Linked DNA regions of Mus musculus: regions 1, 3, 4, 5 and 6 are each linked to region 2. Evidence: chromatin contacts called from public Hi-C, HiChIP or PLAC-seq, Micro-C and promoter capture Hi-C data. All regions are on one chromosome and are shown on one strand. Each heading gives the region's core, a stretch centred on a gene start, on an enhancer-like site or on the middle of the called end of the contact. The rest is flanking DNA. Distances are from core to core; before and after follow the strand shown.

The links. Promoter capture Hi-C pulls out the DNA fragments that hold promoters and counts their contacts. A called contact is a pair of places that touch in the nucleus more often than the background predicts. HiChIP or PLAC-seq counts read pairs in DNA pulled down with a chosen protein or histone mark.
Region 1: a Micro-C map of embryonic stem cells shows a contact between it and region 2, with 8 times the contacts expected there. The contact joins the promoter of Foxo3 here to the promoter of Fig4 in region 2. A contact is called at or near these places in 1 of 39 promoter capture datasets (hippocampal neurons), 6 of 484 Hi-C or Micro-C datasets (CD4 T cells, the G1E-ER4 cell line, cardiomyocytes and 2 more), 7 of 115 datasets of contacts at active chromatin or transcription factors (the SCID.adh cell line, astrocytes, embryonic midbrain and 4 more) and 3 of 9 other capture datasets (adipose tissue, embryonic stem cells and liver).
Region 3: an H3K4me3 HiChIP or PLAC-seq map of pro-B cells shows a contact between it and region 2, with 4 times the contacts expected there. The contact joins the enhancer-like site here to the promoter of Fig4 in region 2. A contact is called at or near these places in 1 of 39 promoter capture datasets (hippocampal neurons), 3 of 484 Hi-C or Micro-C datasets (CD4 T cells, adipose-derived mesenchymal stem cells and embryonic fibroblasts), 6 of 115 datasets of contacts at active chromatin or transcription factors (T-cell acute lymphoblastic leukemia, astrocytes, differentiating embryonic stem cells and 3 more) and 1 of 9 other capture datasets (adipose tissue).
Region 4: a contact with region 2 is called in a promoter capture Hi-C map of embryonic stem cells, with 2.2 times the contacts expected there. The contact joins the promoter of Cdk19 here to the promoter of Fig4 in region 2. A contact is called at or near these places in 3 of 39 promoter capture datasets (embryonic stem cells, hippocampal neurons and liver), 3 of 484 Hi-C or Micro-C datasets (muscle stem cells, nephron progenitors and uterus), 4 of 115 datasets of contacts at active chromatin or transcription factors (astrocytes, embryonic forebrain and embryonic stem cells) and 1 of 9 other capture datasets (liver).
Region 5: a contact with region 2 is called in a Hi-C map of the N1E-115 cell line, with 4 times the contacts expected there. The contact joins the enhancer-like site here to the promoter of Fig4 in region 2. A contact is called at or near these places in 1 of 484 Hi-C or Micro-C datasets (the N1E-115 cell line), 6 of 115 datasets of contacts at active chromatin or transcription factors (the SCID.adh cell line, astrocytes, embryonic forebrain and 2 more) and 1 of 9 other capture datasets (embryonic stem cells).
Region 6: a contact with region 2 is called in an H3K27ac HiChIP or PLAC-seq map of embryonic stem cells, with 5 times the contacts expected there. The contact joins the promoter of Mettl24 here to the promoter of Fig4 in region 2. A contact is called at or near these places in 2 of 39 promoter capture datasets (cranial neural crest and embryonic stem cells), 6 of 115 datasets of contacts at active chromatin or transcription factors (bone marrow-derived macrophages, embryonic hindbrain, embryonic limb bud and 2 more) and 1 of 9 other capture datasets (embryonic stem cells).

Annotation. Positions count from the first base shown.
Region 1 is chr10:42,275,140-42,278,759 of GRCm38.p6, forward strand. Foxo3 (forkhead box O3) reads right to left here and starts at 1,556. Exons shown (of 4, transcript NM_001376967.1): 1 at 1,387-1,556; 2 at 1-406. The coding sequence starts at 294.
Region 2 is chr10:41,301,937-41,305,430 of GRCm38.p6, forward strand. Fig4 (FIG4 phosphoinositide 5-phosphatase) reads right to left here and starts at 1,305. Exons shown (of 23, transcript NM_133999.1): 1 at 1,051-1,305. The coding sequence starts at 1,116. Ak9 (adenylate kinase 9) reads left to right here and starts at 1,998. Exons shown (of 40, transcript NM_001370813.1): 1 at 1,998-2,069.
Region 3 is chr10:40,525,932-40,529,938 of GRCm38.p6, forward strand. No RefSeq gene overlaps it. Among named protein-coding and RNA genes, the nearest start is that of Slc22a16, 42 kb to the right of the region's middle. Within about 2 kb of position 1,895, at least 118 of the 459 cell types and tissues checked have an H3K27ac peak or open chromatin away from gene starts, as enhancers often do. A contact at or near this core is called in T-cell acute lymphoblastic leukemia, hippocampal neurons and pro-B cells, where this site is marked.
Region 4 is chr10:40,347,331-40,350,894 of GRCm38.p6, forward strand. It overlaps Cdk19 (cyclin-dependent kinase 19), which reads left to right and starts at 1,978. Exons shown (of 13, transcript NM_001168304.1): 1 at 1,978-2,391. The coding sequence starts at 2,264.
Region 5 is chr10:40,761,178-40,764,994 of GRCm38.p6, forward strand. The region is part of intron 4 of Mettl24 (methyltransferase like 24); the gene reads left to right. Among named protein-coding and RNA genes, the nearest start is that of Mettl24, 80 kb to the left of the region's middle. Within about 2 kb of position 1,729, at least 17 of the 459 cell types and tissues checked have an H3K27ac peak or open chromatin away from gene starts, as enhancers often do. A contact at or near this core is called in the N1E-115 cell line, where this site is marked.
Region 6 is chr10:40,681,293-40,685,243 of GRCm38.p6, forward strand. Mettl24 (methyltransferase like 24) reads left to right here and starts at 1,990. Exons shown (of 5, transcript NM_177793.3): 1 at 1,990-2,372. The coding sequence starts at 2,064. It also overlaps a transcript of Ddo not described here.

The DNA of each region.
Region 1 (3,620 bases), core at 306-2,805, 970 kb after region 2:
CATGGCCGAATCCTCGAGGAGCAGCCCGGAACCCAGCGTGCTGCTCACGCCGCCACCGATCACCATGGCCGAGCTGGCTCGGCCGCCGCCGTCCTCGTCGTCTTCATCGTCGTCCTCCTCGGGGATCATGGAGTCTGCGGCCGTCTCCCCCGAGGGCTTGGCCGGGCTCGCCTGCAGCTCCGGCCTCTGCAGGGGCCACGTACAGGAGCGTGGCCGACTCTGTGGCTCGAACTCTGGGTCCAGCTCCACTTCGAGCGGAGAGAGCGGGACCGGGGAGGCTGGTGCCTCTGCCATCTTCGCCGCCTGCCCGCCGCCCGCGGCTTGGGCTCTTGCTCTCTCCTCTCGAGCCCAGGCTGGGTGCGGCGGGGGAGGAACGGGGCACCGCGAAGGTTCGAGCTCCAGCTACCTAGGGAAGCGCGAAGAGAGAGTTGGTTATCCTGTGTTGGAGCCTAGTCCGCGGAGACTCCTCGCCCGCGGCCGCCACCTAGAACGGATAGACCTGGGGACGTGCGTCCCGCGAACCTGGCGCAGCAGACGCCGCCCCCTGGCCTGGCCGCCCGGGAGACGCGAGCGAATCGACGGCCCCGCGCGGGGCAGCCCCCTCCCCCGCTGCCGTCGCCAGAACCGCAGGTCTCTCCCGGACTAGATGGCGGGGCGGAGGGGGGAGGGGCGTCCCGGGGGAGGGGTGGCCGCGCCATTAAGTGTGGGCGGCCTCCGGACCCCAACAGCTCCGCAGTGGTCGGAGGGCGAGCGTGCGTGCGTGCGTTTGTTTATGTTTGGCTCTGGCTCGCTCAAGTGCCTCCCGCGGAGGCGCAGGGCAAGTCAGCAGAGTCCTGGGCTCTTCTCCCGCTCCCCAGCCCTGCGATCCCCCCCACCCCTCCCAGGCGAGAGGCCCCCTAGGGCTGGCGCGGGCAACTCCCGTCTTTTCCTCTCCGCCCGCGGACCAGCAGGGAGAGCGTGGGGGTCTGGGTGCAGACCTGCCAAGATCACTTCCAACAAGAGAGAGAGAGAGAGAGGGCCGACCCCGCAGGACTAAGAAGATCTGAGATGTATTTTCTTGGGGACGTGGGGCCCTCCGCCCCCTTCCAGGTCAGAAACGGGAAGGAGGAAGCAAGTGGGAACATAAATCTTCCAACAGGTCGGGAAGCGCCAAATCTCTCGGACTGCATGAAAACCCGGACCAGCACCGTTCATCACCTCCTTGCTCCCGCTGCTGCCATCTTGACAGTTCCCCCTTCCCTCAAGTCCTTTAAAGACACTAGCGGGAGAGAAGGGGGGGAGCACACCGAGTCACGGGGAGGGAAAGGGAAGCGCCTGGCCCAGCTCGGAAACAGATCCGGAGTCACTGGAAAGGCGGCCGCCCCGTTGCAAAGCTCCGGCGCCTACCTCGGCTCCTTCCCTTCAGGAACGAGGCGGGAGGGCGTACGATTCCGCGCGAGCCCAGGGCACCGCGACGAGGGGACTCTCGGGCCGCCGCCGCAGCCCGCCGGAGGAACCGCCTGTCAGCCTGTGCTGCGCCGCCGCCTTCCACATTCCTCCTCCTCCCTTCCACGAGCAGGGCGGCCGCGGCAGCAGCACAAAGTTATAGCCACTCACAGGGAGCCTCAACCTAGGATGACGGCGGGGCGGGTCCCCGCCCAGGGGGAGGGCTGGGGCGGGGGCCGGGAGGGCTGCTGTGCGTGCGTGTGGGAGTGCGCGTGTGTGCGCCCTCGCGCCTGCGCGGGGCTGCGGGAATGGGGGCGGGCGCGCGCGGGTCGGGACTCGGCCGGCTCCGCAGCCCTCCCGGTTGGGGTCCCGCGCTCTCCTGGGGACCTCAGCGGCCACGCTGGCCCGGGACGGGAGGCCAGGTCAGACAACACACCACTGCGCGCCGCCCCGCGCTCTCAGCCTTGGGCCCTGCGTTTGGCTCGTGGGCCCGTGGCCTGCCCGTGGGTGCGTGGGGTCGGAGCCCGCCCCAGTATCGGGTTCCTTATTAGAACCTGACACCAGGGAACACCCGGGTTAAGCCGGCAGCCGCAGGTGACAAGGGTTACCTGGGCGTGGAAACACTGGCCGGCGAAGATCGCGCCGAAAGGTGTGTCACTGGACCCTCACCTGGGACACCCGGCGACAGTCGTGCTTCGCTTTTCACGGATTTTAAGGCTAAGTGGGAAAAGTGCAACTCAGGAAGAAAAGTGCAGTGCGCCCCAGTCCTGAACGCAGGAGCAGAAGATAGCTAACTGGAAGCGGGCAACAGTTTTCTTATGCTAAAGCAGCTGATTACGTGCTTGACTTTTCTAAGTCTATAGACTTCAGATCGCACCTTCACAATCCCTTATCCCACGATCCGTGCCTCCCGGCCGTACTGTGTGCTTTTCTGCGCCACACGCGACATGCATACCAAAAGTCTACCATGCATTCTGGTTCATACGTATCTTTCCAAACAAAACCCTCTCGGTCTCTGCAGCTAAAGTCTGGGCTCCGCAACAACCCAATACCCCAAAAGAGCCAGCCTAAAAGAGCCTGCAGAGGCCGCCCACCCCGGAACTCCGGCCTCCAGGCTTTACGCGTGATCCGTCACTCAAGTGACGTGAGGCCCCCGCCCCTGCACCAAGCTAGTTCGACGCGTACAAACAGATGATGTCATTGTCTCTACACGCGCGTGACCCCGGAGCCCTGCGCCGCATCGCCATTCGCTGCGCGGCTTCCTCGTCAAGCCACGCCGAGCGCTGACTGGCCGCCGCCGCCAGTCTCTGGGCTCCAGACGCCTCTCGCTCCTCTTCGCCCCCGCCCCCAGCAAATAATAAACAATCGAGTAAAATTGCAAGGACAGAGGGGAGGGAGAGCGAAGGCGCGCTGAGTGGCAGCCTTCGCCGCGCAGACAGCGGGAGGACTAGAGGAGGACTGTGCAGGGAGGAGGGAAAGGAGGTAGGGAGCGGATCTGAGCCGCACGCTCTATCAGGGCGAGAAACTTTGAGAACCTCGGCGAGGCCAGCTTGCTAGCACGGCGGGCTCTAGGACCCCAGGGCCCTGGCGAGACGGGAGGGGCGGAGCCTGGTTGCGCAAAGCCCGTGGGCGGAGCCCGGCGGCACGTGCGGGAGGAGGGGGCGCGTTGCACGGGCTCGCCCGGGACGCGCAGCCCCGGCGGCTGGCGCGCTTGTTTACCAGCACACGTGTGTGTTATTTTTGAGATGGAATGTGGGGCTGGCTGAACGGCTGGCGCGTGGGGCCGCCCGCGTCGGCGGAGGGACGCGGCGAGGCCCGCGCTGCCGCGGCCTCCCCGGGCGCTGTTTGCAAGGAAGCCAGGCTGGCCCGTAACCCGCTTCCCGCATAGCCCAGAAGTCCGGACCACGCATCTGGACGGCGAGATTCTCGCGCTGCCCAAGCAGCTGCAGAGACCAAGGGCGCAGACCGAGAAACGCTGCCTCCTTTGCGTGCTCTTGGGGCTCCTGCCTTCACCAGAACAAAGCAACTGCTTTAGATACACACCGGTGCACACACCTGGACCACAAGGTGGACACTTAACACCCTGCGTGGTCTGTGACCTTGCTACAAATATCCCCAGTCCTTTGGTGCAGGTTTTCGGGCTGCATGGCTCGGCCCATTTACGAATAAATATATTTCCATCACCTCGGCTTGTC
Region 2 (3,494 bases), core at 55-2,554:
AGGGCCCACTGAAAGCCCCACACAATAACACATCTCTGACCCCAGGGTTGGGGGTGCGGCGTATAGACAGGTAGAGCCTGGGCGAGGGACACTCATTGGCCAGCCAGTCTAGCAATATGGGAAGCTCCAGATTTAATGAGAGACATCTAGGGTCAACCCCTGGCCTCCAAACTCCTCCACGTGGGCACACATACCCACACACATGTACATGCACTACACACACACACAAATAAATTAAATTAAATAAAATTTCTAACAGGGTTTGTCGTCCTCAGCAACCGAGTTTTCATGGGTGCCACTGAAGACTTGTGGGAAAAGAAATTCTGTTTTATAAAGAATAGCATCTCAGCCAGGGCCTCAGAATGCTCAGCTTACCGGTGGGCTAAAATTCCCATGTGACAGTTTATTTACTCTCCTATTGAAGACTAGCCACAGTTCACTGAATATACCAAACGAGATACTCACACCCTAATATCATAGTGAAGGCCAGATTCAGATAAACCACACTATAGCAACTTTGTTTCCCAAGCACAGAAATGAGAAAAAAATAAGTTCTATTAGCACCGCTCTGCAAGCCAGAGAACTATTAACAGATGCGTCCGGGTCACAGAACCTCGAATCCCAGCAAAACAGTGCATGTGATTAAGACCAATCACGGTGATAGTATACCATGAAATCGCAAAATAGAAGCTACCTGGGCCAAGTTCACATTTTTTTTCATACCCCCTGACTTTACTGTAAGGAGTGGACTCAAGAACTTCAAGATTATGGGAAAGCAGAAAAGAGGAACTCTTTCAGAAGCTGTGTGCAGTTCCTGTGTGCCACAGCACCTGTCTGCACGCACTTCTTCCAGCCAGCCACATGTTCCTAAGCAAGACAGACCTGCAAACCATCCAGTGCTTGACTGCATGGCCCTGGCGGCCGAGCCTGCAGCGGCGCTGGGAGGAGAGGAGGGAGTACGGGGTGCTGCCTCTTCCCGACGACCCCACAGGGTGCCCCGATCCCCGCAGCGCAGTCCTCCCGCCCCGTCCCGTCGTTGTGGGTACTCACAGCTCTGGTCTCATACAGCACCAGCTTCTGGACCGAGCTGATGATGGGGGCAGCGGCCGTGGGCATGGCTCCAGCCAATGGCGGCCCCGCCACAGGGCACCAGGCCGCGGCCCAGGTCGTGACAGCGGCGGGGTTCCCCCTGGAGACAGAGCGAGGAGACCCCGCAGACCTCCAGCACACCAGACACAGCTGACAAAAACAGTGTCAGAACACCAAACGTTCAGCAGCGGGCTCGCCGGCTGCTTCCGGATTCCCTCAGCCCCGCCTCCCAACCAGCCCAGCCCAAACCGGAGGGGCGGGGCTACAGGATCACGGGGTTGCTGAGGGCGGACGCTAAGGGTGCCATCTTTCTTAAGGGCAGGCAAAAAAAAAAAAAAGAAAGAAAGAAAAAGAACCTGACTTATGTTGACCTTTAAAGAAAAGAAATCAGATGATTGGGTTCTCCTTTTGGAGCGGTTTCTCCGTGTTGTAATTGGTCTGTTTCTTCCTATATACTCTTTATTTTCCCGAAACCTGTCTCCTGGATGCCTGTGATTTTCCCCTGTTTTGTCGCCTATTTTATCTCCACGAAAGTCAATAAAGTTAATATTGTGGCTGTATGGCCCACAAATCTTTCTTAATTACATAAATGTGGCGCCTTTGGTATTTGCACATTTTATGTGTGAGGCTAACGGTCTGAATTCTAAAAGGGACCGTGCTGTGTAGGGCGAGCGCGCTGCTGTTAAGAGTCAGTTCTAGTTAAGATAAGGTTTTCGCGTTTGCTGTCTGGGCATAAGTAGGTAATATATGCACTCGCTCTGTTGGTCACCTCTACACTTTGGGAAAGGTGTTTTATAATTATGACTACATTTAAACACAGGCTTAAGAATTCACTTTGAATTACAGCTCCACCTCCCGAGGCCCCGCCCTCCAAGAGGCTCTGCACGCCGCCCACAGGTTTCCAAGGCAACCGCCTAACAGCTACCTAGAGCCTCAGTAGAGCCTCAGAAGATAGCTGCTGTCGCGTCCCCGGTCCACAGGTAAGCAGAGGCAGGGAATTGTCCACATTCTGGGTGCATTTTGCCATCAGTTGCAGGAAAGTACACTTCCGGCGGGGACCCCACACCAGTTGCTTTTCTTGCAAAGTTAAACCACGATCTCTTCATAAATCGACTTTTCAAAACCAGTTCTCCTTTTAGCTAAGGTATTTATCTCACAAATGCGGACTAAAGACTTGCCTGCCCCAAAGGGTAACAGTGGCCGCTAAAGTAGCACAGGCAGGAAGTGCTAGGTTTCACAGGGACCCCTCGCTATATTCCAGAATTCACCGCTAGAGGGCTCTCATACTGAAAAGAAAAAGGTAATTATTAAAATACAAACAAATAGCTGAAGAGGATATTAAAGTTTGCTGTAGATTCAAGGCAGGACGTTACAAGGTTTTTAGAGTATGATTATCTATTATCTATTATTGGTTTTGTTTCAGTTTGATATATCTTTTTTATTGAGAAACTAGAAAGAAAGAGGGCAGGAGTCTCAGTTATGGCATTTTATGCTGGTGGGGGGGTGGGGGGGTACGTGCGTGTGCGTGTAAGCCAGAGGCTAAGCCAGCAAGCCCCAGAGATCCACTTATCTCCATCTTGAACTGCATCTTTTAACTTTTCCATTTCACAATGGAAACCAGCTCTTCCCAATGCAAGCTAAACATCTGCAGAGCATTTTGGTTTAGGAAAGTCACTTTTTAAAAATAAATAGTTCTGATTTTCAAATATTGTTTTCCATTATTATTTTATACTACAATGGAGCACTTCCCTTTGAGAATTTTCTTAGTTTACATCACCCAGGAGCCAAACTGATAACAAACAAATGTGCCAAGTTGTTTCTATAAGGGTGATCCCAGGAACAGAAGCTGGGCAGGGAGGGGCTCTTGGAAAAGGGGGTATTGTCACACAAGCTTCTCTGTCAGCTAAACTCACTGGGAAATGGGGAGTACATACCTTGGAACCATTCCCTTTCGGGGGAGCAGGCGGGGAGGGACGTTGTGTTTACTCGCCAACTCCCGTGTATTACTGGTTGAAGCCTGCTAGGCAGAGCTCGGTGTCTTGGAACTTCCAATTTGCCTGAGCTCAAACAGAGGGGACGTGGCAGCTGGAGGAAGTTCATGGACAGAGCCCACATGCTGGTATCCAAAAGTCCAGCAGTGACCTAGAAAAGTTGCCTGACATGCATGAGGAGAGATCTGCTGTACTCCACCCTGTAACCACTCACACCCACTGTCCCCACACCAAGGTCACACCAGCCCAGCCCATCACCAGTCCCTGAAGACAGTAACTCGAGAAGTTAATGAGGTCAGCTGCAAAACCCCAGGTCTCTAACCGCTCACTCATCTCCATCTCTAACATTTCTAGGTCTTCCTTACTCTTGGTCAAAACTAATGTGAGTCTAAGCTGCTTGCCCTGCTTCCATCC
Region 3 (4,007 bases), core at 645-3,144, 780 kb before region 2:
CGGCTACACCCAACTTCAGGAACTAACTGTGTGCGAGATGCTGCTGCTGACCCATAGTGTGCTCCTTCCCCCTTCTGTCAGAAGCCAGGGCAAGAGAGGAACTAAAGCCATGCACAGGAAAGAATGGAGCAGACAGGGAGCCCAAGGAACATCCACAGAGAAAAGATTTTATGCAAACAGATGGTCTGCGTGATCCTGTATCCATCTTCCCCATTCAGAAAAGCCTCCTATCTGCTCTCCTTAGAGATCCCTGGGAATCTGTTTCCAGGGCCTTCACAGACCCTCAAGTTCTTTGTATTCTCGTAAGCACTTTGGTCTGCCTCCAGGTTGTTTGTAATACAGGATACAGGGTAAATGGGAGGGTCCAGGCAGCACCACTCCAGGAAAAGTGACAAGAAGCCAAATACAGTCAGAGGCAGGGTTTCCTCCTCCGTAGGTTTTCATTCTACCGTGGGGTCCATGTACAGACAGGGCAGGGTAACTGTGCTTCTCTTCATCGTTACATTACTGCTTTTTGGCTTCGACTGTGGGCAAGATCTGTGGCTTGCTGCTAGGCAGAATGCTGTACAGCGGATGGCTGCACCGGTGATTACATGACTGTTACATAAGAAACTGTGCCCATCTAGCTGGAGAATCTGGCTTTGTGGCATCAAGAGATCACATGTCTAGGAGCTTGATGGCAGCCATTGAGACTCCAAGCAGAGGAGCCTGGCCCATGGGAATCGGGAGATAATAAATGTGGGCTGTGTCAAGGCACAAGGCACTGATTATAACATTATCGCTCAGAAATTAACAGGCAGAGCAGTTATCTTTAAATTTTTTAGATTTGGGACTGCTGAGATGGCTCAGTAGAGGCGATTTCCCTGGTGACCTGAGTTCCATCCCCAGGACCCAAGGAGAGAACGGATTCTGCCCAATTGTCCTTTGACACACCCTCCCGTCACACACACCAATAATTATACATTTTTAAAAGTTACAGACTTATAAAATCTGACTCTTGTGTTTAAGTCACTGGCTGCTTTCTAGTTAATCTTTACAGACAATGTGAGGATGGGAGGCAAGATTCTCTCTTCCTCCTCCTCTTCCTCCTTCTCTTTTGAAACAGTGAATCTCTATGTAGTCCTGTCCAGTCACTCCAATCCGGCCCCCAAAAGTTCCGGACTACTCTTGGTGCAGATCTATCACAGCTTTCTTTTGCCCTGTGGTCCCTAGCTGAAAGCCATCAGTGACTTCCCACCTTTAGCTTCCTCAGTCCTGAGTCACTTGTCCCCAGGACTGGCAATTTCCTGGGACACACACCACACTCTGAGAGGTCAGAGGAAGATCCTGTTTAGACTAGGTGAGAGGTGAGCCATCATTCTTTGTGGGTAACAGCGCCTCTCTGTAAGTGTGCCATGGTCTTCCCAGGGAGTTCTGGTCTCTCTAAAAAAAATGTAAGGTTTGGCTGCACACTTCAGTCTGAATGTTACAACTTCAGGTAATTTCAGGTAGACTTTCCAGTTACTCTTTAGAAAGTGATGCCGGGGAAGGTAGTCCACAACACTGCTAGTACAGCGAGTACAAATATTGCTACCATCTTCTTCCCAGGACAGCTGAGTTCTAGATTCTTCTGAAGGCTACAGAAGTCTATCTGCAGTGCAGTCGCAGGACACAGGACTGCCTTGTCCTGAGTGGCAGGGAAAATCGAGGAATGTTGAGGGACAAGGACCCTGCCCCCTCAGCAACATTTTCTGAGTACCTTCTGTATGTGGGTGTGGTTTCTATGAGTTCAGAACCCACTTCCGGTGGGGGCTTCCAGGCTGCAGAAGAAAAGCGGGACATCGGACATGGTATTGCCCTGGGGCAGCTTTGTGCAGAAGGTTGCTATGAACACAGGAAGTGCTGCTGACACACAGTTGCCCTTGCAGAGAGGACTGAAGGCACACGTGAGCAGGCGACCAGCACATTCTTTCAGAGTTAATAAAGTGGCTAGAAAAAACGAGGTCTCCCACATTTTGTATTTCTGTAAAGAAAAAAGGTGATAGTGTGGATCATTTTACAACTGTTTGGGACACTTTTTGTTAAAATAAAAGTTACAGTATATGCGTATGCACCCTGCTCTTATGCAGTTCTGTTTTACCAGCCAGCAGCACAGACCCAATAGGAAAATTTTAAGTTGGTAATGTATTTTTTAAATGGCTGATAAAAACAATAATTAAAAGGGTAGGGCTCAAGGGCTGGGGCAGGGGGTGGTAAGGTACTTGATCTTCAAGCACAAGGACAGGAGTTCTAATGCCCACTACTCATGTAAAAGCTGGGTGTAGCTATGTGGGTCTGTAACTGCAGCCCCTGGCATTGACAGAGGCAGAGACAGGTGGATTCTGTGGACTTGTCTGCTGTGGGACTGTGATAGGCAGTCTATTTTGGTTGAATGGGGCTTGCTTCAGCAACCCAGTAGGAAACTCTACAAGGGATGGAAAAGCAAGCCATGTTCCCAGAATTTGGTGCCTGAAACCACAGAGCCTCCAACTCCATAAAATTCTGTGACTACCAATCACACAGACAATGCCCCAAGCTTCTGGCATTCTGGCTAGACTCCACCCCAACAGTTACCTGACTATAGCCAGGTATGCTCCTCCCCACAGTTACACAGTGATAGCCCAGCCCACTATAAGAGGGGCTGCTTGGTCCCTCCTTGCTCTCTTTAAGCTTTCACCTTTCTTACTCTCTTCTCTAGCCCTCTTTCTCTCCCCCCCCCGCCACCCCCCCCCCCCGCATGTGTCCATGGCCAGCCTCTCTCTTTCTACCTTTTCTCCTTCCCCCTGCCTTCTACAATAAAGCTCTAAAACCATAGACTTGTCTCTGCTCATCAAGGCCTGCCGTGCTTGAACGATCGGATAGGCTTTCTCCTAATGAGCCATGTCTAAACTCCCGCTGGACAGTCTTCCTGCACTCCAGCCCATGTGGGAACCATCAAGCGCCTTCTCCCCTTGCCCTCTGCTCACTTCGGCCCTGGGGCTCAGGGCTGTCCCGGGGTCCTTATTCTGTTCTCAGCTCTTCTGAGGTTTCCATTGGTGTATGGGATACCCGAAGCTGGGAACCTGGTGCCTAGGACTGCCCCTTGTCCACCACCCACAGAGCTGGGGTCCATGGCTTCACACAGCTAGACACTCACCCAGGGCTGCGTGGAAAGCGTGCGGCAGTCCTCCCTCATCTGCCCACCCAGAGCACCGGAACTCTGATGGGACACGGGCTCTCTCCCACTCCCCTCTTCCCCCCACACCCACAGCCCCACAGTCTTCCAGTTATTCTGGCCAAAATGGTTTAAGCTCCACCAGGTTCGTGAGGAGCCCCATCTCAAAAACTAAGCTGGAGTACACTGGAACACTATCTTAGTTTAGGTTTCTATTGCTGTGCGCACTGGTTTGAACAGGTGTGGCTCCCACAAACTCATGTGTTTGAATGCTTGACCCACAAGGAGCGACACTATTAGGAGATGAGTCCTTGTTGGAAACGTATGGCCTTGTTGGAGGAAGTGTGTCACTGTGGGGGTGGACTTTGCCAGTCTTCTCCTGACTTCCTTTGAATCAAGATGTAGAACTCTTAGCTGTCTAAACATTTCATTTGTAACAGAAGAAAATTTGAAACAAACGGGGAATGAACACACTAATCAGCAAGATTTGGGACAATTTGGGGCTGGAGAGATGCTCAACAACTCGTTGCTCTTCCCTGGGAACCCAAGTTCTGTTACCAGCATCCACTTTGTGGCTCTCATCGATTCATAAGTTAAAAACAACCTTTAAATAAAAATTGTGGGGCGGAGAGATAGCGCAGGCTGCTCTTCAAGAGAATTTGAGTCCAATTCCCAGAATCGTTTAAGGTGGCTTTTAACTGTAACTCCAGTCCCAGGGCTTCTGATGCCCTCTTCTGGCCTCTTTGGGCAAAGCACACAAGTGGTACACAGGCATAATGCAGAAGCAGGCATTGAATTCCTGAAACTGGAATTACAGGGGTTGTGAGCCACACGA
Region 4 (3,564 bases), core at 728-3,227, 950 kb before region 2:
TATTTAATGTATATGAGCACACTGTAGCCATCATATGCTTGCCGGGAATTTGAATTCAGGACCTCTGCTCCCTCCGGCTGACCCTGCTTGCTCCAGCCCTACTTAGTTTGGCCTAAAGATTTACTTATTGTTGTATCTAAGTACACTGTAGCTGTCTTCAGACTCAACAGAAGAGGGCGTCAGATCTCATTACGGATGGTTGTGAGCCACCATGTGGTTGCTGGGATTTGAACTCAGGACCTTCAGCTGGTGCTTTTAACCACTGAGCCATCTCTCCAGCTCGTGAAGAACTTACTACTTACAGAACAGTGAAACATAAAACCAACGAGCATGACTCACAGTTTGACACCTCCTTATTTGCTTGTCTTATCCATTCCTTCTTTCTAGCTTAATCTTGCAGGACTCAAACTGGTTGCTTTCTCCTAATGTATCATTTTGTGACCGGGGCGCAGGCTGTCCTGCCTGCAGCTTTATGGTCTCTGTTCTCTCACTTCCTCAAGGCCCTGTTCGTTCTTTACATTTAAGCTCATGGTGCTTTCTTCATGACGGCTACCCACCTAGCCTAACAGTCATCCTGCCGATTTTATCACTGTGCCTTGTGCCTTACAGTTCATATTATAGATGTACGCACGGGAGTCCTACACAATGAAATCGAAAGGCCTGATGATTGAAGCTCATGACATACAGAGAGGAACAAGAATTGGAAGTTTTAGTAGGTATTGGAGATAAATGAAGGAGAGGGAAGGAAATAAAGAGGAAATAACAAGTCGATTCTTTGTTTAGATGGTCTCCCCAGCAATAATGTTGTCTATGGATAGCTTAGCTGCCTTTTTGACACAGACACCTTATCAAATTTCCCTTTTAAATTTAATCTTGTTATAAAATGCTGCCTTTTATTTTAGGTAGTGGAAGAGAGCTGAAACGCGCGTGTCGAATGGATCTCAATTTCTTTTCGGTTTAAAAGCCATCAATATGCAGTGGGTCACATTTTTAGTAAGGCACTTTCTAAGTTCTTACAGTACTACTTTGAGGTGATGGGTTCTGAGCCTCAGACACCATAACGAATCAACGTCATGAGCAAGATAAATACCTTAAACCCCTAGGTGAGCCTCGCCATTACTGTAAAACACGCTTTACTACCCAGCAAAAACGATTGTTTTTAAAACGCTGCATTTTTGCAATCTTCCAAGCGCTTTAATTGTTCTCAGACAGATGGCTAAAGCTAGGCTACCGCACCCGCATATGTTAGGATAAAACCGACTAGAGCGCCAAGAAAAAGATGATTGGCTGTGGGCCGTAGAAGTTACACGGTTCCCCTAGCAAGAGCTGGGAAACCGCTGAATCTTCAGGTTTTGAAATACGGTTTTTGCATCGTAAAGAAAGAAGATTAACCTATCAGGAAGAACCGAGCACATCCAATTACCAATCAAGAGCGGGAAAACAGCCAAAGCCGGAGATAACCAGGCACCAAAGCGGACGTCACTCTTCAGTCTCTGCCAATAAGCCGAGGCAAGGGGCGGGGCAACCAGAGGATCAATTGCCCAAGAAAACAAACAATGTGTAGTACAACTGTCTAAACCCCAGTCCTAAGCTCCGGATGCGCCGGAATGAGCTCTAGAGCAAGGCTCTCGTGAGGTGCTTCCCGCTTTTCTAGCCTAATGACAGTCAGGGCCGGGTATCTACTTCCTAGCTCAGCAAAGGTGTCCTTCCCGCCAGCTCCCACGGGCTCGCAAAAATCCCGCTGCAACTTTGCGCTACAGTTTACAGGAACAGCAGTCGCGCGCTGAGGGGGTGGGGCGGCGGCAGAGCGCAGGCGTACATGCCTTGTGGAGGCGTGGCCCAAAAGGCCCCAGGAACTCTGGGAACTGTATTCCCCGCTCCCGAGGAGGTAGCACAACTCACGAGCCCTCTTGAACTACATTTCCCAGAATGGCTCGCGACCTTGGGGCGGGACGCTTGGTTCCTTAATGAGTTCGAGAAAGCCGCGGCGCGGCCCACCAGGTTCCAAAACAAGGAAATGAAGGGAGGAGGCGGGACTGTAGATGCCTGCGGGAGCCGCCGCCGCCGCCGCGGAGGAGGAGGAGGCGGAGGAGGTGGCTGCCGCGGCCGCCGAGGAGTCCCTTGCTGAAGGCGGACCGCGGAGCGGCGGGCGGCGCGCGCGCGCCCGAGCGACGGCTGTTGGAGAAGTGGAGCGGCGGCGGTGGAGGAGGGACTGAGTGGCGGCGGCCCCCGCGTCCCGGTTTCTCTATGGGGGAAGCAGACAATGGATTATGATTTCAAGGCGAAGCTGGCGGCGGAGCGGGAGCGGGTGGAGGATCTGTTTGAGTACGAAGGGTGCAAAGTGGGACGCGGCACCTACGGGCATGTCTACAAGGCGAGGCGGAAAGATGGGTAAGAGCGCGAGCGGGGAGTGGGCTCGTCCCGTCCCCTCCGCTGCGGAGCCCCGGAGGGCTGGGTGGGTCGGAGCTCCCGGGACGAGGCGGCGTGGGTCGCAGAGCGACGTCCCGGGGCTAACTCGGAGGCACTGGTGCTGCCGCCCCCCGCTGGCCGGTCGCGCCCCTCGAAGTCGTACGGCGCAGCCCCGTCGGGGGCGTCGGTCCCGCCTGGAGTCGCGGCTGCGTGATTAACAGCGGGCGGCGGGTGGAGACCGCGCCTGGAGGTGGAGTTTAGGGGTCTGGTCCCCGGGGACCCTCCGGAGGGCTTGGCTGAAGAGTTACCGGTTTGGCCCTGTGCTGGTGACGGTAGTGGTGGAACTTCCAATCGGCGCAGCGCCTTCCCGGGGCGGCGGTTTGAAAGCTCGCGGGGGCGCCTCCTGTCTGGTGGCGCAGCGCTTGGGGTCCTGGCTGGCCCCTTGGGTCTGACTTCCTTGCCAACCCAGACTTCATCTCTGATGTTTACCTGGGGACTTCCCGATCCTGCTCCCGATTCCCACATTTTAATATTCTGAATTCAGCACTCTGAAGGTGGACCCTGGAGAGAGATAAATTGTATATTACAAGATTTAAGTGTTCTCTGGTTGCTTATCTTTCCTGCCTCTTGGCTATCTTAGGTATAAGATATATCTTGGCTATCTAATTCCCCCCAACCCCCTTTAAGATAGGGTATCTGTGCGCCCTGCTTGGCCTGGAACGGAGAGATTCGCCTGCCTCTGCTAATCAGGTACTATCATTAAAGGCGTATGCCACCAAACCTGGTCCATTTCTCTTTTCTTCAGGAAGAAATCTTGATTTCTTCAAGTTCTTAGCCTCTGTCAAATGGCTGTGAGCTTTGGTAGTGTTTATTGAGAACCTAGACCACCAAGAACAGAAAACGGAGTGACAGGCTTGAGCCTGGATTGCCGTTTCCTTAGTTGAGGGGATCTGTAGGAATCTCTTGGGAAGTCTTTATGGATTGTTATATCAGTAAAAGACAAGTTGATAAAGCATCGAGAATGTCCCCTTCGGGCCGGTGGTCAGACTGGCTTGTAAGAGCTGGCCCGGTGGAACCAAACTTCAGGCCTGGGAATGGTGAGTTTAAAGCCAGTTGTCACCTTGGCTCCTTTCTGGAAGGAATTCCTTTCCCTTA
Region 5 (3,817 bases), core at 479-2,978, 540 kb before region 2:
TGCCACCTGGATGGGGACAATGGCAAACAGTAGGAAATAAACCAATATGGTAGCGAGGTACACGGTAATCAATGAATCCCAACTGCAAGAAGCACTTGATTGAAATGGCAAGTCAGGACCAACCCTCCAGAAGGGGAGGAAGTTAGGTCCCTGAAAATATCTCCTTGAAGAGGTTCTTGGAACCCTCCCTCTTTTCTCCAGCTAGCACAGGTTAAGTCAATTTGACCATAAGCTGAGACCTTTGAACTATGAGCCAGAATGCCTATTTTTTTTCCTTTTAATTTGATCATGTCAGGTCTTTTGTCACAGCATCGGAGCTTACTGTCTTTGCAGGAGCCTCTGAGGCTAGTGAGGGCTTGAATGACATAGGCTTTCATTTGAAACCTCCCACTTCCTGCTGTGAGTAAGGCCCTGTAGCAAGAAGATCCTGACTGCCCACTTCTGCAGCGTCCCCCCTGCTTTCTCACTAGTCTCCGAGTCTGCTCAGTTTCCCTGTTATAAGATATATAATGTGATCGGTCATGTAGCCTAAAAGATCCACCACCACTGGAGAATGTGATGCAGGCAAACGAACTCATACTGGGGAGAAAAAGGAAGCAGAGGTATTCGAGAGGCACAGAAGTGATTATACTTTACGGAGAGTAAGGACTGCTGTGGCCCTTGGAATGGGAAGGAGACCAGTCCTCTTAAAATGAAGGCGATTTCCCGCGTGGTGGGACCCAGCCTCTGGGTGCTTTTTCTTTGTTTTTGTTGTTTGCATGCACCAGGAGTGGGCGGATTTGTCTCAGAACCTTGCCATTTTGAGTTTCCAGAACGAGAACCAAATGAACCTGGAAAGGTTCTCTAGACGCGTCCTTGATTAATCTTTGTATGGTGCCCTTTGGAGAGTCCTGCAGCCCCACGCTGGCTTTGTGCGTGTCTAATAAAAGCACAAAGCCTTTGATAGTAGAAGGCATAGGACTTGCAAATCCTCTGAGAGCATGTACCCCTGAGTAAGCAATGGGGTTTTATATTTTATTTATTTGTTGCTTATTTCTTTGTTATTGCTGTGTGCGCACATGCGCGTGAGTGTATATTTGCAGGGAGGAGGTCAGAGGACAGCTTTGTGGAGACGGTTCTCTCAACATTTAAGAGAGTGCTGAGAATAGAGGCTTAGTTGGTGAGCAAATTCAGCACTGAGCCTGTCCCAGGCCCCCCGAGCAAAGTCTTCCAGGTCACATCTGTGAGGGCCATTTTGTCTCTGGAGCTGAGCCGGAGCAGAGCAGCCATGAGTTAAGTTTCAGGTGTCTGAGAAGCGATGGACAGAGTCGACTTAGACATTAAATCTGCTTTCTTTTCCATCCAGGGAAAATACCAAGAAAGGAAGTTTCATTTGCTACTATTTAGTTAAGAACATGAAGACCCTTAAAAACCCCACAGCTTTCCCAGCATGGAGTGATATTCAACAGTGTTGCAATTAAAACGATAATGAAACTTTTTCTCCCTAGCACTTCCCTTTAAAATCAGTGTGATGGGTACACAGCACACCATTAGGAGGAATTATGCAAAGCAGCCTCCCTGTTCCAAGTTTTATTTTAAGATTTAATTTATTCCAGATTCTGCAGGAAAAAATGCCCATGTGACAAGCCTGCTAACAGATGTCAATTTAGTTTTATAGCACATGCCTGCATTGCGGAGCCAGAAAATGGAGATTATTCCCCCTGCCTGCTGTTTATGGCACACTACAGCCTCGCAGCGCTGAGCTCCAGAGGGCGGCTGATTACTAACCTGTGGGCATGCGACTTTCCCTGCTTCCTCAATGGTGCTCTCCAGTGTAAACCTCAGTATACACTGTCAGGTGAATAGAGACTCTGGGAAGAGCAGAGGTGTCTGCATATGGACTTTTCTCCATTTTAATATCATCTAAGCCAAAGGATGGGTTAAATTATGTTATGATGTGAGAGAAAGAAGAGAATTGTGTATTTATATGTACAATTCATTTAAATAATAGGTACTAATAAATAGGTCATTATTTAATATTTATTTTCTTATTTCCTACTATTATTTTGGGTTTTTGAGACAGGGTACCACATTCTAGCCTTGCTGGCCTATTAGCAGGGTAGGGCTGGCCCAAACTCACAGCAGTCTTATTACCAGTGCCTCTAGTATGCAGGAATAATAGACACATGCAACTCATTTGGCCTTGTTATTTTCAATTGTGTTCAGGTGAATATAGAATAAGAATTGCTAGCTCATCAATCTTAAGTGGCTCAGCAGTGTGTGTTAGCGTTAAGTCCAGTGATGGTCTCCAGAAAGCCAATACCCATTAAGCAGTAGCTGCCCTAGTCCCCACCCCCTACGTCCCAGTGGCATCCTCTTGCTGTCTCACACAAGTGGAGTCCCACGGAGTGTTTGTCCTTATTTGTATGTGGCAGTATTTCACTTGGCATGCTGTGTAAGAGAAGAAGTTACTCTTCTCTCGCTGTGATAAAATACCATGACTAAAAGTGACTGTGTAAGAAGCAATTTATTTTCGAGAATGGTTCCAGAGGTGTTCTAGTCTGCCATGTGGGGAAGCAAGGAGGCAAGCGGCAGGCACGGCAGTGGGAGCAGAGAGCTGAAAGCTCACATCATCAACAGCAGGCTCGAAGCAAAGAGAGCAATCCAGGAGAAGAGCAAAGCCATGAACTCATGATGCCCACCTCAAGGGATGTGCTTCCTCTCCAAACAGTGCCACCAACTGGGGGCAAGTATTCAAGTGCCCAGGCCTGTGGGGCGTTCGTTTCTCACCACACACACTTCCAGGGTTCCACCACTGAAACCACCACATGTATCAGAAAGTTCTTCCTTATTTATTTATGTATTTATTTATTTATTTATTTATTTATTTATTTATTTGTTATTTTTTGAGACAAGTGTCTTTCTATGTAGCCCTGGCTGTCCTGGAACTCTGTGTAGACCAGGCTGGCCTTGAGTTCACAGGGCTCCGCCTGCCTCTGCCTTCCCAGTGCTGGGATTAAAGTTGTACGCCACTGCACCTAGCCTTCCTTCCTTGTTAAAGCTGAAAAGAGATTTCACTATATGTATAATGCATTTAGCTTATCAATTCGTCTGTCAATAGCCACTTGATTTGTGTCTAGCGCCTGTCTGTCATGGGTGGTGTGACTATGAACATGATTCTCTATAGCCTGCTTTCAACTTCTTTGGATGTATATGGACTATGAGGTGGCTCTATTTTAATAATAATATTAATAACATTTTATAATAATATGTACTTATAAAATATTTTTTATTTGGCTTAGACGATATTAGATATATAAGCTATTTTATATATTACAGCACATAATTTATAATTATAACAATAATCATTATTATTTTGGTGGTGCTGTGAATTGAACCTAGGGCATGCTAGATAGAAGCTCTGCCACTGGGCTGGATCCTCAGTCCCTACTTATTTATTTGTCTGTCTGTCTGCTTGTTTGTTTTTGAGGAACCACCATACATTTCTCATAGTGTGTACATCATTTTATATTCCCATAAAAAAGTCATTTGAGATTAAAACGTTGTGGAAAACCAGAACTCTTGTTATAAGCTACAAAGAGGAAGTTGGGTGTGCCACGGGAGGGTTTATAGAAAAAGCTAAACTTAAGTGTGATTTGTTTTGTGCTCCTGCCAGCCAGGCCACTGTGGAAGCTGGGTAAGTGATGGGTGGGGCAAGGGGTCACCCTCACCTTCTGTGACTCAGCCTCTTCCATTTTCTTCTTCCTGTTCTCCAGTGCCCTCTACTCTACAGGATGGCAGTAGAGAAAGATTGGTGAGTTTGCTAATGAGTCCAACC
Region 6 (3,951 bases), core at 740-3,239, 620 kb before region 2:
AATCGGGAAAGTTCTTCAGGTGAGGCTTTCCACTGAAGTGACATTAAATCCAACCATAATACAAAGTATATGCTAATTATATGTAACAGCGGGCTTCATAATGGAGATTTTATGTACAAATATAACCTATTTTTACCATATCAGTTGGGAATTCCTAAGCCAAGAGAAGATATTTATAAATCCTAAGTCAATGGTAAGATGTCTATAGATCACTTTGTCTTATATTTGCCCATCTTTTAAAAAATGCATACTTTTTGTGACAATATTCATAATTTTGTTATTGGTAAATTATTATTATTTAGGTACTAAATACAACATAGTTATGCAATATATGTAACCCTAAATATTGGTCTATTTTCCCACAGGAAAACAGAAGCTCAGAAAAGATACATATTTTGTTTAGTGTCTCATATCACTCAATGAGAGGGTCGTGAATCAAACACAGTTCAAGTAAATAACTGCAGGATTTGAGGCTGTCTCTCTCAGCTTGTGTGAATGAAAGTTTATAATCTTAATAAAGACTTTTAGCTGCAATTTCCCTGGAGGTGGGCAAGTAGATATCTGTCTGTCTGTCTGTCTGTCTATTCCCATCACGTGTGTATACTTTCAAGCATAATAAAACCTCCAAGCCCCTGAGGACCGGTGATGGCCAGGGAATGCACTGGATTAGGCTGATAAGTTCTGTGACTGTGGGGAAACAGGTTTAATGCTCTCTGACAAAGAATAATTCTGCCAAAAAGGAATGGGAATCTCAGAGAGCAGAGCTCCCTATGGAAAATCCCAACATTCAAATGAGGAGGTGGCCAGACTTCATTCTAGATCTCTGTTGTCCGTGTCGCAGGCTAGGGAGAGAGACAACCTACATAGAAGCATGGAAAATATATCCATATGTGTGTGTATGTGTGTGTGATGTGTATGTGTGCTTGTGTGTGTGTGTAATGTGCATGTATGTATGCTTGTGTGTGTGTGTGTGTGTGTGTATGTGTGCGTGTGTGTATGTGTGTGTGCGTGCATGTGTGTGTTGGGGGTGGGTATCTGGCCATGGTTTAAAAAAAACAAAAGAATCCCAAAGAACCTGAATGTAAATCTAGAAATCAATGTCACCCTAAACAGGTGGAGGGAAAGAATCCTAACAAAAGTGGGATACCAACCCCATTTGTGAGTCCAAACTATGAGCATCTAGATTTCTTTAATTAAGGTCAAGGTGACAATGGCAATCCCGGCTAGGGAGCGTTTTGCCCAGAGATAAATATGTCCCTCTGCATTTCTGCCAGGCAGCAGGGAGGTGTGTGTTTGGAGCTAAATTAATTTGATTTCCAGCACTCCATGGTAACTTCTGTTCCCTCTTTCCCGCTGTCAGATGTCTTCGCTGGCTGTCTCCCTTCCCTTCACCCCCACACATTTCATAACACCGAGGGAGAAAGCATGGGCTGGCTTCGGGCAGAATTTAGAAACTGAATAACTAATTTGATTCTTCTGCACGGAGTGCTATTCTCTCCTCTGTACGGAGTGCTATTCTCTCTCTCTCTCTCTCTCTCTCTCTCTCTCTCTCTCTCTCTCTCTCTCTCTCTCTCTCTCTCTCCCCTTGAGGGAGAGAAGTTGTAAACCTGAGCATAAGTATGATTATTTTTATATCATGCTTAGTGGCAAAAACTGCTTGACAACTTTTTCTTTGGGGCCAAACCTGGCGGCTCACCTCTCCTCTTTCCTTGTGTCTAATACTAACACCAACAAATGAAGTCAAAGCTCAGGCGCCCCGGAGGAACGTGCTCTATTCTGACTCTGGCTCTCCCCACTAGCCAGACTTTACAGGCTGGTCACACCTAAGGACACCCAGCCCTGTTATGGCAGCCTGGGTGCACGCCTAGCCCACCGCCCCTCGCTCTTCCTGCTGCGGCTGGGCAGGATAAGGTTACGCCGGGGCCTCCCCGGTCGCAGGGAAGAAGGCGGGCCGCTGGGGAGTTGCCACAGTTGTCAGCCCGGTCCGTTGGGAACGCTTCTCTGCAGGCGGCTGGGAGCTGAGGGTGGGACCCAGAGCACAGCCGGAGGTCGAGGTCCCCGCCATGGCCACTGTCAAGCCTCCCGGGCGTGGTTGTGGAGCCCTGCCCCGGTGGCTGCTCGGTGCCGCGCTGCTTCTGGGCCTACGGCTTTGCATGGAGTTGCGCCACGCGGGCTCGGGACCCCCGGGCCGCGGCGATTCCCCAGGGCCACCCCGGACACACCTACTGTCGGCGCCCGGCTCCCCACGCGGAGCCAGAAGGAGGCAGGTGACCTACGTGCGCAGTGGGCGCCGAGTGCTGCCCCGGGGTGGCGGGAGCACGACGTCCCCAGAGCCGAGCTGCTGTGCCCAGGGCGGGCTTCTCCGCAGGAAGGTCAGTTGCAAACCATGCAGACATGGACCTTGGAGTTGAGCCTGCACCCAGATGGCGCTAGGGAGCCTTCTGCTCAGGCCACTGGGACCTCAAGACTCTTCTATTTCCTTCTAGCTGAGCTCTCCCTGGAACTTTCTGTAGTCTCACTCAGTATCCCTATAGAATGAAGTGGAATTGAGCAGGGATCATGCAAATTCAACTAACGTTTGCTGAGCGCCTACTGTGGCAGACCTCCTTCTAGGAAAGGAGCACCAAGCAACCACACCCATTTCAGCAAGGGAGGGGGCGCTGAAAGGGAAGGAGGCATGGCTTGCCATTGTGTTTTCCCCACCCAGGCCTGGACAAAACCGGATGGGTAGACACTATGAAAGGCTCATCCAGGTGATGGTCAAGATCTGCCTTCCAGTAGCATCCAGACACCGCCCCCTTCACCCACTCCGACCCCAGAGTCCCTACCCAGCAGTGGGAACTGGCACCGGGTGAGAAGCCAAACCCATAGCACCACTTAGTGGGAAATAATCGGATGCTCCAGGGCCAGATCCTTGCCTTGTTAACTTCCCGCACTTCATTGAGTAGGTCAGTTTAAACCTCTGGTTGTTGAAGCCTCACCTTACACCTTCTTTTGGGAGCTCTGTGGTACCTAGGACTGAAAAGATTAGGAATTGGATATATGAGCTTGCCACATCCTTACACCTGCCACTCTTGCTTCCAACTGCGGTGCCATCCTCCGAAGCAAGGCTGGCTGTGCTGCCTGGAGTCGGGTTTTTCTTGATGGCATCTGAGCACCCAGCCCCCACCTGCGAGCTGGCCCCTGCATTTACCAGCCTGCTCTTCCTTTGGCTCCTCTACTCTAACACCCCCACTACTTTCAGTGATTTTCTTCCCCCACTTTTATATGCCCTGCGCTCAGTCTTCCCACATGGCATTGCTTAACAGGCAATTCTCTTATGTTCTGGGACGCACACAGCTCTTTTTTCTGTCTCCGAAATGCACCTCCTATATAAAGACTTAGCTAGTTACTCTAAAAGAGACACCTCCTTCTCACTGTGTCCATGCAGTTCCCATGATGCTGTGCTAAGCTTTCAAAACCCTTGCCAAGGGCTTCCACTGGATGCTGGGTCAAGTGCTGCCAGCACAAACTGAATTCAAAGTGTCTGGGGCTCAGGAAAGTCATACAATTTGATTCAGGCCTTGAACCTATGAAGAAAGATCAAAAAGTGAACAAAGGAGACATTTGAACTGAGATTTGATATTTTTTTTAAGAGTCTGGCCTCCTTTGTTCCTCTGTGGACACCCTTGAACACTCTGTCTTTGATAATCTCCCCTTTCTGAGTGATTCTCCACAACTTTTGTTTCTGCTGTCTCCTGTTTAAGGAGACCTAAGGGGTTGTCTTCCAGGTTATTGGTGACTAGAGCCTGCCTCACAGTGTTTAGGTTTGGAATGCATAGAATCAGGGGGTCACTGGGGGTGTTTGTGGGAAGTTCACCTCTGTCCCCTGTGGGATGCTGGAACAGAGATCAGTCTGAAAATGGCAGGCAGGTGGTAGCTATGGAGGTGGCGAGATGTAGCAAACATGGG